2 separate regions of the Mus musculus genome follow, and region 2 is linked to region 1. Evidence: chromatin contacts called from public Hi-C data. All regions are on one chromosome and are shown on one strand. Each heading gives the region's core, a stretch centred on a gene start, on an enhancer-like site or on the middle of the called end of the contact. The rest is flanking DNA. Distances are from core to core; before and after follow the strand shown. Region 1 holds the start of Tcp11l2 (t-complex 11 (mouse) like 2). Region 2 overlaps Rfx4 (regulatory factor X, 4 (influences HLA class II expression)).

Region 1 (4,833 bases), core at 1,107-3,606:
AAGTGGTTTCCTTTTCAGATATTTGCCTCCAAGAAAGTCATAAACACTACCTAAGAGGTGAGGACTTTATGTTTTGATCTGTGTGGCAAGGATGTGATACAAAGCTTTTTTTGAGAGGGGGGTGAGAGAACTGCCTTCTATTTAACAGCACAACTCAGGCAGAGAGCAGAAATTCTACAGTGGGCTTTTGAATAAGAAGTTATTTAAATGAAAGCAATAGAAGAAGACTTGTTTCCTGTATCTTCTGTCTTCCTAGCTTGGCTCTCTACCCTATTCCATTCCACTTGGAGAATCTCACTCAACAAGCTGCAAATGGACTCATCTGCTCTGAGGGAAATGGCTCCTTTGTGTTTTCGAGAGTTACATAGTTAAACTTTTCAAAAGAAGTGTCAAAATGGGTTAGTCACCCAGGGTGACTGGACAACTGTGCTGATTTATGCTCACCTGCTCCTAGTTAATGACACAGCACAACACTTAGCAGGTTAGTAGGAAGCTTTGCAAAGCACACACTGTTTTCATGTGTCATTGTTACATGGCCACCAGGAATTTAGAAATATTTTTGGTTAATCTTTTTGCTGTGGAGGTTTGTAGAGCAGTTGGGTGGCGGCGGTTGTTTGGCAAGCCTTGAGACTGGGGGCTTCTGACATCTGTTTATTCCAGCAAGTGATATTATAAATAACAGTGGGTTTATGGGAAAGAGCCTGGGTGACAGCAGCACTTTCTCTTTAATCTCTTGATCTGTAGCAGGTTGTATATTTTACTGCCTTTTTAAGATTTCTTTTACCATTGAGGTGAATGTCCCTCTTTGTGGGAGAGTGTACATGCGCTATGGCTGTGTGTGCTTGTGTGTGGAGGAGTCCAGAAGACAGCACTGCATCCTTTAGAACTAGAGTGTTCTACAGTGTTTGAGAGCCGTCCAGTGTGGATGATGAGATCTGAAATTGCCTGTGGTCCTCATGATAGAGCAGCAAGGATTCTTAGCAGCCGTGGCTCCACTTTAGGTTGTGTAATTTCTAGAGTGACAGATACAAATGGATACAAATCTCTAGGTAGGTTTTCTTGTTCAGAATAACTTGCCAACTAGGTTCAGTAGCTAACAGTGAGCTTCTAAGAGTGCTTTAGTTCCATTCTTATCCCACTGAACAAGAAGATCTCTTGGGTAGGCAAATGTTAGGGACTTGGTTATAACCTCAGACCAGTCCATGCTGTACAATTGTATTTCTATCTTGCTTTAAACTATTGTCTGCTTTTGGTTTTCTTCTTTCTAGAATGATAGTAGACAATTTGCCTCCACAATCCGATATGATTTTAGTCCTAAACAGGAATATTTCAGCTTATATAAAGTTCATTTATTTTTTTTGTATGACGCTACCCACAAGTAATACCAACTTGTACCTGGCAAAATAGTGGTTCTGTTTCTTTATGCCCAGAAGCAAGCTCACGAGAAGTTATGCTTAGTAAGCCTGACCACACAAGAGCCCCTCCCAGCACTTATTTACATTAAGCCTGGTTGAAAACTCTCCCCAAGATAAGCGCCGCCAAAGAACCCTTAGAAGAAGTAAGACACTTTATCTTTGTGCACAGGCGAAGCCTTCGGAGAGCTTAGGTAGGTGTGGCTCCCAGAAACCAATCGTCCAATTCAAGGGGCAAATCAGGACCCGTGTTTACAAGAACATGTTGACACGTGTGGATGACGCGGTTGGACGCTGATGTGCGTGGGACAGCCTGTTTGGAATGTTGTTGACTCGCTTGGCCCGGTGTGTGTGGCCATTGTGAAGGTGGGCATGTAGTGTTTTTATATTACTGCCGCGAGCGGACACCAGAAGTCTGTCCGTTCGGTTGGAGTTAGTCCATTTCATCCTACCTGGTAAACTGAAAGAAACAGGATTGGGGGCGTCACCCGCTGCACTTAGGCCCCGCCCTTACACAGCCAGGCCCCGCCTCCGAACGCTTTAGGCCCTACAGCAGCCCAGGCGCTCCCGGCCGTAGGCTGCCCCAATTCCGTGTTCACTCCTCTCCCCGCCCCTGGCGGTCCGGACCGTACCACCACTGAATATAGGGAGCACACATTTCTCGTGTGCAAATGGCTTTCTGTCTGAGCCTTCTTCAGCCTTCACGATAGAAACGTGAGAAAGCTATGGTTTTTGTAGACAGACTCTTCAAGAATTTAGGGATCTTCGCCAGAACCCTGCCCTGGATTCTGGCGCCGCGGTGCTATAGTCCCCCTCCAGTTCCTTCCCGAATGGTCGCGCCCAGGGAGTACCTCTGGGCCCTTTAAATACCGCGTGGGGCTGCGGGGGGGCTCCAGAGTTGACAGACTGCTGAGTCTCCCCTTGTCTGCGACGCTGGTTGAGGGGGGATACGCAGAGCCCCGCGACCCCCGCCACCTAGCTTTCCTCGAGTCTCTACGCGGGATCCGGGGGTGCGTACCCATCCCAGGGGAGGGGCCGTGGGATCTGAGGGGACCGCGTCTCCTTATGGCAGCGGGAGGGCTCCTTGTGCCCTCCGAGTTCGGGACATTTGACCTCGGAGTCAAGGCTTGAAGTGGGGCACGGTGGCAGTGGTGGCCCAGGCTCTGCCGGGGCCGCTTGGTCGTGATGACATCCCTTTGGGTGCGTGCCAGCGACTGTGCTCAACGGCGCGAGACGCTCTGGGCTCCCCGTGCGGTCAGGTCCCCAATCCCTCGTCCCTGGAGGAGTGGGACTGAGCCGCGGTGGGGCCCGGCTGGGCCTCGGCCCTATGTTTGGGTCTTGTTGCTGGGTTTCTCGAGAGCTGGGTTCTGTCCCGGCAGTCCCCTCCCCCAAACGTTTGTTTTGACAGGAAACGTGGTGCTGCTAGAGGGAGGGGCGAGCAGAGAACGTGGGCGAGCGGGCAGGACTCCTGGGACTTCCGTTGGACTTGACTGTCCAGGAGGCCAGCTCAGGTCACATCTGGGTCAGACCCTTGCCTTCTCAGACCCTTGCTTTGCCTTGCTTTGGGTGGCGCCACAAAACATAGCAACGAGATTCGGTGGCACGTGGATGACACAGTTATGTGTTTACGTTAGTACAAGAGGAAAAACTTCCATTAAATGAGCGATTTCGCAATGTTTACTTCTAAAATGCGTTTATTAGACTGGGACTGTAGTTCTGTGGTAGAGCACTTTACAGGACTGTAGGTTCTGTCCTCCCCCAACCACAAGAAGCCCAAATCATGTGTTTAAACACAAGAATCCAGTCAACAAAGAAGGGTTTGTTAAACTACCGTTACAAGCAGAGTAGAAACACTTGAGTGGTTCCAGTGAGAATGGAACCTCCCTCTTTCATCGTTGTCTTGGTACCTTAACGGTAAAGAAACCAGGCAACTTGTCTTTGTCCTTAGTGGGCTGCTCAGCACAAGGTGGTGTTCAGCTCTCAGCTCTTAGTTAACCTACCTCCCAACTGATAATTTCAACCAGTTCTTACACTGGTTCCTGGGCTAGGAGTCCCCATCCCACCTCCACCTCCACCCCGCCCCGTCTACTCTGCCTTTTTCCTACCCCCATGGATTTCATACATTGCTCCACTTGAAGTGACCCAGGGCTGAAGGGCGCCTTACCCCCCGGGTGTGCAGCACAGGTGTTAAACTAGGCATCAGGGATGGGGGGGGGGCGGGGGCAACGCTTTCCAGGATAAAAAGTGCTTAGAAATCCTTCCCAATGCTGTAATGACACGTGGAGCACGGGCATCTGCCTTTTAGACAGTGGCTGGCTTGTTGGCTTTTGTCTAGCTCTCCGAGGCGGGCAAAGACTCGATGAGGACCAGTACTGTTCTCTCCGTGCTGTGTTTTTTGCCTTACTCTAGCCTGGTGCTAAAGCACGGTTTGATCGAGGATGGAAATTGTCTGGCATCTGCAAATTTTTTCCGTCAGAGCTCAGTCTTGCCTTTAACCCCCTATCCTATAAGTGCCTTATGCCTGACTTTGGTAAAGTCTTGGAAGGAGAGTACCCACTAAACGCTTCTTGCCACCTCTTTAATCCCCCCCCCCCCAATCCTAGCCTTAACTTGGTGGATTTCATTCCCCAGGGCCCTTGTTGGATAACCTGAACAATCTACTGCCAAATGTTTTTGACTTGCTAGCTGTAAGCAGTTAGTCCTTTGGGTAATACCTGAGTTTTAAGGAGGGATTTCGAAAAACATAGGGAATGGCCCTCTGATAGAGGACTTTGGTCACTACCGTGGGGTGATCGAATGCTGTTTTGTTGAATGATCTCTTTCAGCGATGTCCTTCACGGTATAGTGCTTGAACAGCTGTCCCAGGGTAAGGTCATCTTGCTTCCACACGTGAAAGTGTCCGTGTGATGATAGACAGAGCAATTTGGCAGAGAGGGATGGAAAGAATGATTAGCAGGACACTGGTTTCCTCCAGCCGTCCCGACGGTAACATGCATGGGCTTCAGGGGTCCAGCCTGCTGCCTGGCTTTTGAGGGGAGCCCCTGCACTGCTGTAAACCTGTGGGGCCATCTCTCTGATCCCTGGCTTCTTATTGTAAACAAGAATAGCACCTACCTGACATAGTTGTATTGCAGATTTGAGGAAATAAATTATCTGAAGCACTTACAGAGTGTGTTACTGAGACCATCTCCAAAGCTGTTGGTTCTAATTGCTACTTTTTTGTATCATTGAGTATCAGAAGAATATAGTGGTACAAGGTACAGTGCTCTTTAAGCTACTAGGGCTTGAGGCCTTGCTAGCCTTGGAATTGTGTTGAGATAGGCACTGGACACTGGAGAAGGGAATGCTTTCTTCCTATATGCATTTTAAACGTTACTAGAAAGAGAGATACAGACAGTTAAACTACTACAGTAAGTACCTG
Region 2 (4,833 bases), core at 1,691-4,190, 190 kb after region 1:
ATTGAGCTCATTAGGTCCCGGGCTTTGGGGTTTTCTTGTCCCTGTGCCCACAGCACAGGTGAGGGATGCTGTGCATGAGGAGAGCTCCAGCTGTGTGCACCCAGGAAGCCCGGGCAGCATGTGCTACATTTGCCGGGGAGAGCTGAGACCAGGCAGGACCCTTGGGGGTCTGGGATCTATTCAAAGTTCCTGGTACTGAGATTCCTAAAAAGAAAAGACAGCTCTGTGTGAGGAGGGGCATATAAAAGGAAGAAGGGAGAAGGAAACAGAGGGGAGAGAAGCAGAGAAGGAGAAAGGGTGAGAGCCAAGAAAACAACTAGTTTGAAGCCATTTTGGCAACTGATTGCAAGGTGACTAGTTATTTTCAAAATGGTTAGTTTCCTCTTATTCGGGTGAGCCTCTTTTTCAAATTGGATGGTGTGTCAAATTTTTTTCCCCAACACTATGCTAAGTACTTATGCACGGTACCTCACTTAGGGATCGTATGGAACGCGTGGCATTATTTATCCCCATTTCACAGATGTGGAAGCTGAGAATCAGAGGATTTAGGTAGCACACTTAATCCTAACTACCATTATCCAGACAGCATCTGAACACGGTTTCCCTGATGCCGAAGCTGGACTCCCTCCTTCACCTACTAAAATGTATAAATGGAAGGAAGACACTGATGTGCGCATCCTGGCTCACATCCCTCAAGTCTTCTCAAGTCCCTATGGGAGAAAGTAGCCCAAGCTGGAGTTCTCAGGGGGTAGGTACACTGTCATGGATACGGTGACCTGGAGCAAGCGCTGGCTGAGGTGCCACTCACACGTGGCCCTTCCTGCAGGGACAACTTTGTATACAGTGGAACTTGCATCTCAGATCATCCCGAGAGCATCTGAGTCTAAGTCAGTGCTTACTGCTGGATCGGGAGCTGCCAGAAGTTGCCCTGGTGACGGAGCTGCCAGAAGTTGCCCTGGTGAGGGAGCTGCCAGAAGTTGCCCTGGTGAGGGAGCTGCCAGAAGTTGCCCTGGTGAGGGAGCTGCCAGAAGTTGCCCTGGTGAGGGAGCTGCCAGAAGTTGCCCTGGTGAGGGAGCTGCCAGAAGTTGCCCTGGTGAGGGAGCTGCCAGAAGTTGCCCTGGTGAGGGAGCTGCCAGAAGTTGCCCTGGTGAGGGAGCTGCCAGAAGTTGCCCTGGTGACGGAGCTGCCAGAAGTTGCCCTGGTGAGGGAGCTGCCAGAAGTTGCCCTGGTGAGGGAGCTGCCAGAAGTTGCCCTGGTGAGGGAGCTGCCAGAAGTTGCCCTGGTGAATTTGACATCTCACATACACCATTCCGAGCATCACCCTTCTTCACGTTAGTCAAGCTTTCACGTGGACGAGGTTCAGTCTGAAAACCTTGCCATTAGAATACGTATGAAGTGTGCAATCACGGAACAAGCATGGTTGGCTCTGCACGCCTTAGAGTGGCGACACCTGGTTTCATGCGCAGAGACTGGGTGGGACTGCTCAAGTACCCATTTCCCAGGAGATTGTCAGAAAAACTGAAGAAGCACACAAAGGACCCTCATAGGACTTGGCACACTGTAATAAGGAACAAACAGGGTCACCCACCTTTTCCTGGTAGTCTTGTGATGATTTCCAAGACACTCCCGCACCCCACCCCCAGGGCTGTACAGAAGCAAGCAGAAGTTTTAGAATCTATTTTTGTTATTGTTGTTCTGTTTTGTTTTCCTACTGTGCTGGGTCTTTTGTGATGTTACCCCACCCTTCTGTGCCCTAGCACAAGCTCTCATTCCCGTTTGACACTGGGCAAAACTGAGGTTCAAAGGGCTTCATTTACACAACTGACTTACATGGCATGTTAGTGCCCAAATGTTGCGACGTCGATGTCACAAATGAAAGATTTGTTGATTGTGTGTGTGAGTATGTGAATGAGTGTGAGTGTGTGTGTATATGAGGGTGCATGCGAGTGAGTGTATGAGGGTGTGAGTGTATGTGAGTGTGTGTGAGTGTGTGAGAGTGTGTGTATGAGTGTGTGAGTGTGTGTGTGTATGTGAGTGTGTGTGCCTGTATGACTTTATGTTTACCACTCACATGCAAGATCTTGCAGAGACCAGAAGAGGGGTTGGAGATCTTGTAGCTGCAATCACAGGCCGTTGTAGTCTGTCTATGTGTGTGCTGGGTACTCGACTCTGGGGTTTTGGGGAGTAGGCAGTGTTTCATTTGAATCAGGCTACCTGCATACCAGTTAAAACACCTGTCAGCAGGGAGAGGGGCTGCTGGTTTCCCAGCAACAGAGTCCCATGGTCGTCCTTCTGTCCCCTGATCCTCCAGCCACACACTGGTCTGAAGAGAAGTTACTTGCCTTGTGGGGGTTGACTTGAAGCATCATCTCTTGCTCTGCCTGCTTTCTCCAGGGCTCACTGTTACCTGTGCTGAGCACAGGAAGGGCCAGCGGGTCTAGCACACAGTCAGAGCCAACAGGCATTTACTTGACCCAGATATCTGCCCTCAATACCTCAAGGTCAGGGCATTTCCGCTTTCATTCTGAGAGGCTTCACTTGAGTCCTCATGGAATCAATTCCCAGACACATAAACAACAGATGAACCCTTACTTTCTTGAGCACCTACTATGTGTAGACTTTAAACAGGTATTTTTTAAAAACAGGGTTTTTTTGTTTTTTAAAAAACAAACAACAACAACAACAACAACAAAACAGGTTCTTCCCTTGTCTTTCCCAGCCCTTCCTTCCTTTCTCACCACGCCTGTCCTGGTGCAGCTGCCCTGTGGACTCCTTATGGTAGAGGGTAGCGAAGAATGATCTAGCACGGAATTGTCCACTTAAATCATTATGAGGGCTTTTTGCTTTCAGTTTTATTTGGGAGGGGTAGGTAACGACTGCACAGTGGCTGAGAGTAAACTGATGATGACATCCTGTCTTAACATCAAAAGGTGGGACACGCCTGAATGACTAGTGTGGCTGGCTTCCTGCACAGGTCTGTGGCGTCTCTGTTTGCCTTAAAGCTTCTTACTACTGGAAGCGTCCAGTATAGATAGTACCTGTTGCAGAAACCGTACTCCACAATTCCTCTTTCTCCAAGTCCCCCTGCTAAGGTGGTGCTTAGGCAGCGCCGGATGGAGATGCCCTCAGGTGCTTTGCCTGTCTCCCACTCTATTCAAAAGCACTGAAAGTTTCCCAACCAGCTACTGAGCAAAAGCCAGACTCCTTAGCCTGCCCTGGTTCCAGAGCCAGGCTTGGATGTGTGCAGGCCCCACAGCATCCTAGAGTGCCTGCGGGCAAGCACAGTACCTATGTGCAGAATGGGTGCCCGAATGAGTCTGAGCAGTGGCTGCCAAGATGTCTGTTAGTTTTTTAAACCACATTTTATTTAGTGTGTGTGTGTGTGTGTGTGTGTGTGTGTGTGTGTGTGTGAGTGCACAGGCATATGTGTGTTTGGATGTGTGTCAAATTCAGACGTATCGAGGTCAGGGGACAACTTTCCTTTTCTTTGTTTTCTCTTACTGAAAATAGATTCTTTTCTCATATAATATATCCTAATTACTGTTTCTTCTCCCTCTGTTCCTCCCAGTTCCTCCCCCCCCCCCCCATCCAGAGACTCACTTGATCCCACACTCAGGGATCCCGTAGAAACACTAACCTGGAGGCCATACTATATACACAGAGGACCCGGTGCAGACCTGTGCAGGCCCTCTGCTTGCTGCTGCAGTCTCTGTGAGTTCACATGAGTGTGTTCATGTTGACTTAGAGGGCCTGTTTCCGTGGTGTCTTCCATCCCTCTGGATCTTAGACTTTATCTGCTTCTTCTTCAATGGGGACCCCTGATCTCTAAGGTCAGGGATTTGATGGAGACATCCCATTTAAGGACTGAGTGTTCCAAGGTCTCTCATTCTCTGCATGATGTCTGGCTGTGGGTCTCTGTATTTCTTACCAAGTGCTGCAGGAGGAGGCTTCTCTGAGGGTGACTGAGCCTGGCACAGCTGACCTATAAGTATAGCAGAATGTCATCAGGAGTAATTTTATTATTATTATTTTTAAGACTAGTACTATTTGGGGGCTGGAGAGATGGCTCAGCGGTTAAGAGCATTGACTGCTCTTCCAAAGATCCTGAGTTCAAATCCCAGCAACCACATGGTGGCTCACAACAATCCTTAACGAAATCTGACTCCTTCTTCTAGAGTGTCTAAAGACAGCTACATTGTACTTACATATAATAAATAAATAAATCTTTTTTTAAAAGAAAGACTAGTACTATTTGATTTTACCCTAGGTCCCCAGGCTATCCAGTCTTTGGTTGTCAGTCACAAGTGCAGGGTTGGGTATGGGTTCTGTCTTATGGCATGGGCCTTAAGTGAGATCAGATCTTGCTTGGTTACTCCCACAAGTTTGTGTCTCCACTGCACTATCGTATCTTGCAGGACAGATTGTAGACCAAAGGTTTTGTGGCTTGGTCAATGCTCAGGGTTCTCTTTTGGTAGCATGCAAAGAACCTTCCCATATCAGAGATGCTAGAGTGTAGGGGTGAAGGCTCTATGCAGGCACCAGCTTGACTACTCCATGTTCACTGAGCTGGATAAGCATTGTCTTCAGCAATGGGGCTTTGCCATAACTTTGGGGAAAGCAATCTCTTTTCTAGCCAACAGCTTAGATTATTTGAGGATTCACATGGAACCCTTTTAGCCAACAACTCAATTAGGTGTAACCCAATCCCAGTACTGGAAGCTTTAGTGACAGGAATTGGCCAGTTAGGACTCTGCCTCCTCCACTTTTTGGTGATTTCATTTAGATCACCTTTCCATGTCCATATATTTTAGGAGGTTTCTAGTACTATGTTAG

The links. A called contact is a pair of places that touch in the nucleus more often than the background predicts.
Region 2: a Hi-C map of the MNK3 cell line shows a contact between it and region 1, with 3 times the contacts expected there. The contact joins the enhancer-like site here to the promoter of Tcp11l2 in region 1. A contact is called at or near these places in 1 of 484 Hi-C or Micro-C datasets (the MNK3 cell line) and 1 of 115 datasets of contacts at active chromatin or transcription factors (memory CD8 T cells).

What each region holds. Positions count from the first base shown.
Region 1 is chr10:84,574,591-84,579,423 of GRCm38.p6, forward strand. Tcp11l2 (t-complex 11 (mouse) like 2) reads left to right here and starts at 2,357. Exons shown (of 10, transcript NM_146008.2): 1 at 2,357-2,422. It overlaps Gm34515 (a long non-coding RNA gene), which reads left to right. Exons shown (of 3, transcript XR_380644.2): 2 at 19-57; 3 at 257-478.
Region 2 is chr10:84,766,036-84,770,868 of GRCm38.p6, forward strand. All of the region lies in intron 1 of Rfx4 (regulatory factor X, 4 (influences HLA class II expression)), which reads left to right. Among named protein-coding and RNA genes, the nearest start is that of Rfx4, 12 kb to the left of the region's middle. Within about 2 kb of position 2,941, at least 24 of the 459 cell types and tissues checked have an H3K27ac peak or open chromatin away from gene starts, as enhancers often do. A contact at or near this core is called in the MNK3 cell line and memory CD8 T cells, where this site is marked.